Linked DNA regions of Mus musculus: region 1 is linked to region 2. The links are chromatin contacts, called in public HiChIP or PLAC-seq maps. All regions are on one chromosome and are shown on one strand. Each heading gives the region's core, a stretch centred on a gene start, on an enhancer-like site or on the middle of the called end of the contact. The rest is flanking DNA. Distances are from core to core; before and after follow the strand shown. Region 1 overlaps Galnt2 (polypeptide N-acetylgalactosaminyltransferase 2). Region 2 has its middle 3.0 kb from the start of Gm42054.

Region 1 (3,176 bases), core at 489-2,988, 85 kb before region 2:
AGTATGGCTGTGACTAATGCCAGAAACTGCATGCTTAAAGACAGGTGATATGGACTGTGTGTGTGCAAAAAACACACACAGTGTACATGTGCATGCACGCGCACACACACACACGTGCAGACACACACACACACACACACACACACACACACAAGTACACCAGAGTTGGATGTACCAGAGCCAGCACAGCTTACATCCACGCGCCCTAAGGATGCTCTCCCTCCAGATGTAATATTAGGTACCCACATCTCTTAAGACAAATCAGCTCTTTCCAGTCTCCTGGGGTGACCTAGTTCCTGCTCACTCCAGCTTCTGGAAACCACCAATCCCCAGGAGGCAGAAGCAGAAACCTCTCCGTCTTATTCTGAGCCGTTTCTGTCCAGCCTGTGGTTCCTGCCCCAGGTGCATGAGTATTTCAAGAAAGTTAGAACAGTCTGGTGACATGACCAGAGACAGCAGAGCCTCCCATGGATCTTATTTTTCTCCCTTCAGCACTATCTTCTGGTAGAGAGTCCCTGGAATACAGATGGGCACTGAACTAGGCAGCATAAGGGCACACAATGCTCTAAATTCACCTCAAAATTCAATGACTTACCACTGGGTAAACATGGGTTTAATTATTAAGGGACAGGGCTAGAAGGCTGAAAAAGAAGAGAGGCTGTGTAACCCCAACCACAGAGTGCAGAGAGGAGGAAGAAGAACTGTGTCGCGTGTGCAGAAAAGCCCTAACCTGGGAACTGGCCACGGTAGGACACACCCGGGGGCACTGCCCTTAACTTCAAAGTCTGATTCCAAATCTCTACAGAACAGGAGTATCTTCAAATGGGAAACCACAGTCACTATGTTCCCATTATCTCCGAAAGGGCAGAGCCCAGTCAAAGCTACCTGGACACTCTGTGCAGAGGTGACAGCTGTGGACAGCATGTCAGAACCAGGCATTGCCAGAATGAAAATAAACATTTGATCCTTGGTCACATACTGTTTACTGACAGAAATGTCCACATACACTGCTTTCTCAGAACTGCCTACAAATGTGAACAAAGGACCCACCAGACCACCCTGCTCCCTGCCCTCCACACTGCCCACAGTCCTCCATGAGGCCCCACTGTTAGGAGGCCAACACCCGAAGACAGTAGGTCTGGAGGAATGGCCTCCTGGGTGGATTAGTCGTGTGGTCTCTAAGGGATCTAGTCTAATTTGTCTTCTGGGTACCTTCCAACACTGTACACAGCTATGATGAGCCTGTGAATCATAGTCACAGGCCTCCAGAGCTTAAACTCATGCTGACTAGATATTTCCAAAATGACTCAAAACAAGCCAGTTCTCAGAAACCTCCATCTCAGCTCTCCACTCGAGACCTGTGTTCTTTCCCAGCTTTGCTGTGAGGCTGAGAAAGGCAGGCCCTCTTTCAACCGGCTTCCACACCATAGGTCATGGAGGTGAATGGGTGCATCTCCTCCAGGCCTGGTGCAGCAGGCCATGGACTCTGCAGCCACCGCTGTGGCGGAGGTGAAGGTTTGGAAGCCTGTGTCACCCTGCGCTGATTCAGCCCAGGTCCTGGCCTCATCCTGGCTTGTGGGGCACAGAGGTTGGACAGCGACTCACAAGGTGGTTATCTTGTCTGAGAGGAGCATGGAGGGAAAGCAGCAGGCTTTTCGCGGCCACCAGCACACTTCAGACACAGCAACGGAACCGGGTACTTTCACCCAGTGTCCTCATCTCAGTGCTAGGATGACGGACAGGACACTGCCTGGGAAATTGCCGGATGGCAGGGTCTCCCGGGACAGTAGCCCCGGCAGGACAGCAAACACTGGGCTCTGCTCCCAAACACGGTGTTGCAAGCAGGGACAAGGAAGGAGGAAGCCAAGGGATGAGCGGGAACACGTTCTCGTGACGTCACCACTAAAGAAAAGCCACGGGGGGAAAAGGTGAAAAGGATTCGTGAGGGATCAGAACGGGCTGTGATTTAAAACTAACAATGTCAGGAGGAAATCTCTACTTTCTTCCGGAATTTAGGGGAACGGACATCTTTTGTTCACGAAAGACAATAAAAGCTGAACCACACACAGCCTTGTTCCTAAGCCAAACCAGGTTTCCCTCCTCTTTCCTTGTCAGTGTGGGCTGAGTTATAATATAGTTCTAACCCATGCTGAGGGCCTGTGACAAGACGGAAGAGTCTGCTCAGATCGGTCCTGATGCTGCATCGAGAAAAGGAAGAATCCAAGCGGCACAGTTCACTTCCACTTCAGAAGACCAGACTCTCCTGTGGCCACCAGCACAGAAGCCCCTCTAAGTACCCTTGAAAGTACAGGGACACAGGTCAGCAAGGCTGTGGCCCCAGGGACAGGGGGCACAGTTGGGCAATAGGCCCTGTACCAATGGGGCATCTGCTGACAATCCTAACTGAGACGTAGCCTTTGCAGACTTCCTGAGAGCAGAAGAAGTCCTGCCTATGTCAGGCCTAGTACAGCAAGACAATCAGGAGTCGTCCAGTGCCCACTTGTCTCCAAAAAGCTCTGCCCAACACCCCAGCAAAGCCCGGAGACTTCAAGGGAAAGGGGGATTTGAAACAAACCGGGTAGGGAAGGATCTGCCTTTAGTTTGAAGAAAGTTTCCTTCCTAACAAAGGACCCCAACCTTGCTTGATGGCTGACAACACACCACTCTTCTTATTTAGGCCTAAGACCTCAGCATTATCAAGACCCAGCCCTGCCAAACCCCAAATGGAGACACAGGTAGTGACAGCCATGCTAGGACCCGCTGGAGGGAATACAGACCCAGTTCCACGAGCTTTCCCAGGACCCTATGTCCTCTGGGGCAGTGCGAACTGCTTGGGAGTAGGGTTAGCCACAGAGCATCCTCTGATCAATGGAGCCCTTATCTCTCTCTACCTTCCTGACTAGAGATTCAGCCACCAACGCCCATCCTCCTCCTATTTGGTCCCTGAGTCTCCCGACCTGGTCTGCCATTTTGCTCTGTCCCACGAACTCTTGAGGTGTTTTGGCCGGGGTCCACCAAACTCTGAACACACAACAGGATCCTCTGCTGACACCTCCGTATCTACTTGAGTATGAATTCCACAGTCAGCCATAGTCCCTGGGGACACAGCAGAAGAGAAGCTCCCACCTGCCTGCCCGACTCTGCACAGGACTTCCCTGTTCAAATAGGCATGCAAT
Region 2 (3,367 bases), core at 799-3,298:
ATAAGTCAGTTCAGAGCATCAGGTGCCTAGACTGGGTCGTGGGCATAAAACTCACAGCACCTGCCATTTATGGCACTCAGGGACACCGAGTACCAAAGGCCACAGCAGCAGTAATCAGGGTTTGACAAGAAAAGCAACCTGGTTCTAAAATGAGCAAGTCAGTGCCAGGCAAGACTGCGTTCTTACCATAAACTGTACCTCCCTAGACAAACCAAAGTGAATATTGTGAAACGCAGAAGTAAAGGCTGTGTCACTTACAGGTATGATCCCCAGTGAGAGCTGGAGTCACTCTTGGTGGACAAGCCTCCTCAGAGCAGGAGTCTGAGCCCAGAGGGCTGCCCACTGGTCTCGACAGTCGGCATTGCATATGGCACCCCCTGGACACAGGCTCCTGTCGCCTTCTATCTAATCCACAACCCAGAGCTTCCAAAGACAACAGCAGCGGAAACCCTGGATAAACAGCAGTGATTTACTAATGCTGGGCAAACATTGGGAAGGGGACCAAAAATAGCGTTGGCCATTGCTCATCCTTCAAGAGGAAGCAGCTTCTCAAATGGCTCCTCTGGCGTTGAGTGTTGGAAGCCGAGTTAACTCTTCCAAACCATCTCTCCGAGGGCTCTAGGGGCACCCGGCAGCAGAGGTGGGCATGAGCCATGTGTTCCCTGAGCTGGGGCAGGAGATTTCGGTCTGAAACAGGCTGGGTTATGAATCTTATATAGAGTTCCCGTGACGCTAGGGCTAGCCTTTGGTCAGTGCACGAAGGCAGGGCTAGCCCTCAGTATTGCAGCTCCGTTTATATTGGTCACTTTTCTTGTCGCTATGATCAAACCCCTGAGGAAGGTAACTTGAGGAAGGGAGGTTATATCCGGACTCCCAGTTTGAGAGGACACAGTCAATCATGGGGGTGAAGGTATGGTGGAGGGCTTGAGGCAGTTGGCCCCATTGCATCTACGATCAAGAAGCAGAAAATGATTGCTGATGCTCACCCTTACAGACATGCCCACAGGTAGTTACCATGGTGATCCTAAACCTTCGTAGAGTCGGCAATGAATATTAACCACCACACTGCCTGTTAGCTGGGAATCAGCAAAGCCCAGCTTCTCTCTGGGCTCTGCCAGGCAGGACCAGCAGCCAGATGTGGAAGCTGAGCCTCTGCTTGCTTGCCTGGGATACAGGCTTCCCTGGGATCTGTGTATCCGCTGACTACATCCTGGCAGGTAATGGGTGAACTGGCACATTTATAAAGCCTCAAGATGCTGAGCATGGCGGCTCGGGTCTGAAATCCTAGCGCTCTAGAAGCTGATGCAGGAGGCTTATGAGTTTGAAATCAGCCTGTCCTTAAAAGGGGGAAAGAAGCTAGGCTGTGGTGGCACACACCTTTAATCCCAGCACTTGGGAGGCAAAGGTAGGTGGATCTCTGAGTTCGAGGCCAGCCTGGTCTACAGAATGAGGTCCAGGACAGCCAGGGCTACACAGAGGAAACCTGTTTATAACTGTAATGTCCCTTTACACTCATGTTGCTCTCACATCACTCCCAATAAATAATTCACCACAGGTCTGAAGAGTATATGTAGTCAAAAGATGGGGTGCAAGGAAGCAGACACTCTACAGAGAGGACCACAGCATTCGCTTCTGCAAGGATCGTGACAGGGTCTGTGTGGGCAGACCGCCACCAGGATCCCACTGTCCATGGCTTCTCTCATTTTTGGCAATGACATTTCAGACACTGCGTGGAAGGCAGATATTTCTGGGGGAGGCTTGATCATGGCACTTGACCTTTGGGAGAAATGTAAGAAATCAGGAGCTAGAACGAGGAGGAGAAATTCTTCAAGCTCGATCCCCCCCCCCCCTGCCTGCTAGAGAATAACACAAGGGCTCGGTGTCGGCTTCAAGCGCAGAGATTTAGTACAAATTCACTATTTCCTTCCTCGGCTTCCGGTTCGGTTAGTCATGGGGAGGTCTGAGTTTTCCTTTCCCAGAACCCTGGCCCAGAGCTTGCCTTGGCATTTCATCACAACTCCCTCTGAAAAGCCTCTTGTGTTTCTGTGAGGGTGAGCGCTGGAAAATGGCTCCTGCCCAAAGTGACTCAGGGCTCCTGGGACAACTGGCGAGGATTGGTCCTGACATATTTCCCAGCTGCAGATGAGAGAGCAGGGTCAAGGCCTAGTAGAGGCAGCTCCAGCTCTCACACCTGAGGCTGGATGTGGGAGGTCAGAGGTCGCAGGTCGCAAGGAAAGAAAGCTCAGAACCACCCCTGGCTCCCAGCGGCTGTCTGTCACTCAGCCGCTCAGGCTCCAAGGGTACATGGACGAGCAACAGGACTTAGACATGCTGCCTCTATGGGATGGCTGCTTCCTTCCATGGATGCGACTACAGAAGAACCACTAGAGCGAGGAGACCATGTCTGGCCGGGCCCAGCTCCCCACAGCTTCACTCCTGAGGACCTAGGGAGACTTGGACCCTACACTACTTCTTTCTTAACCCTGCTCTGAGGACTTGTGGGGCAACGAGAACTGGCTCCATCTTTCACATGGACCAGTACCATCTATATCCCATCTATGTAGTATTTGGGGTTCCTGCTGTTCCTGTTTTTTGAGATAGTCTTATGTAGTCCAGGCTGGCCTCGAACTCACTATGAAGCTAAAGATGACCTTGAACGGCTGGTCTTCCTGCCTCCACCCCCTCAGTGCTTGGTTAACGAGCATGGACCCCCACTTCTGGTTCATCCATTTATTCTTGAACAGCTTGTCATAGAAACACCATGCTGGGCCCTGTGCCAGGTCCCACTCTAAAAACCATTTGTATATCACTCCATTTTACTCTCTGAGAAGCCTGAGAGAGGGTTGTCATAAGGCCAGCATTGCTCTCCCATCTGCCGGATGAGGGAGAGAGAGTCTAAGGCTCAAAGGGATCCCCTTCTTAAGGGTGTGACTAGGACAGGACCAGGGTAGCCAGACCCACACCTGGGCCTCTGTGTGCCACGTCACTGTGGTCTTCCTGTACAGATACTATAGGCAATGGCAGCTTGCGTCTCTTCCTGAGAGTCTGTGTGCATTTGCTCTGGTCTGGTTGTCTGGGGCTTCATGTACTGTCATCTAACCCCCACCCCCCACCCCTCCAGTGAGGTTCTAAGAGGTAGAGATTCCATCTGGGAGCTGATCAGAACAAAAGGCTTCCTGGTTGGGGAACACTACTGAATCCAAGTGGCTCAGAAGAGGGAGCAAGACCCAGACATACACCTGAGTGCTTCCTGTCTCCTACCCTGTGACACTTTACACTGTCTTGGGGACTCTGCTGGCAAAAGCCACCTCCACATTCATCGCTTCAACCCTGACCCCTGGAAGCACGCACAAAGTGGACATGTTTT

What was found. HiChIP or PLAC-seq counts read pairs in DNA pulled down with a chosen protein or histone mark.
Region 1: a contact with region 2 is called in an H3K27ac HiChIP or PLAC-seq map of embryonic fibroblasts, with 25 read pairs. The contact joins two enhancer-like sites. A contact is called at or near these places in 7 of 484 Hi-C or Micro-C datasets (the C2C12 cell line, DN2 thymocytes, adipose-derived mesenchymal stem cells and 4 more), 8 of 115 datasets of contacts at active chromatin or transcription factors (the 3134 cell line, the HPC-7 cell line, cardiomyocytes and 3 more) and 1 of 9 other capture datasets (embryonic stem cells).

Annotation. Positions count from the first base shown.
Region 1 is chr8:124,276,778-124,279,953 of GRCm38.p6, reverse strand. The region is part of intron 1 of Galnt2 (polypeptide N-acetylgalactosaminyltransferase 2); the gene reads right to left. Among named protein-coding and RNA genes, the nearest start is that of Galnt2, 47 kb to the right of the region's middle. Within about 2 kb of position 1,738, at least 117 of the 459 cell types and tissues checked have an H3K27ac peak or open chromatin away from gene starts, as enhancers often do. A contact at or near this core is called in the C2C12 cell line, brown adipocytes, embryonic fibroblasts and 1 more, where this site is marked.
Region 2 is chr8:124,191,857-124,195,223 of GRCm38.p6, reverse strand. No RefSeq gene overlaps it. Among named protein-coding and RNA genes, the nearest start is that of Gm42054, 3.0 kb to the left of the region's middle. Within about 2 kb of position 2,048, at least 71 of the 459 cell types and tissues checked have an H3K27ac peak or open chromatin away from gene starts, as enhancers often do. A contact at or near this core is called in the C2C12 cell line, brown adipocytes, embryonic fibroblasts and 1 more, where this site is marked.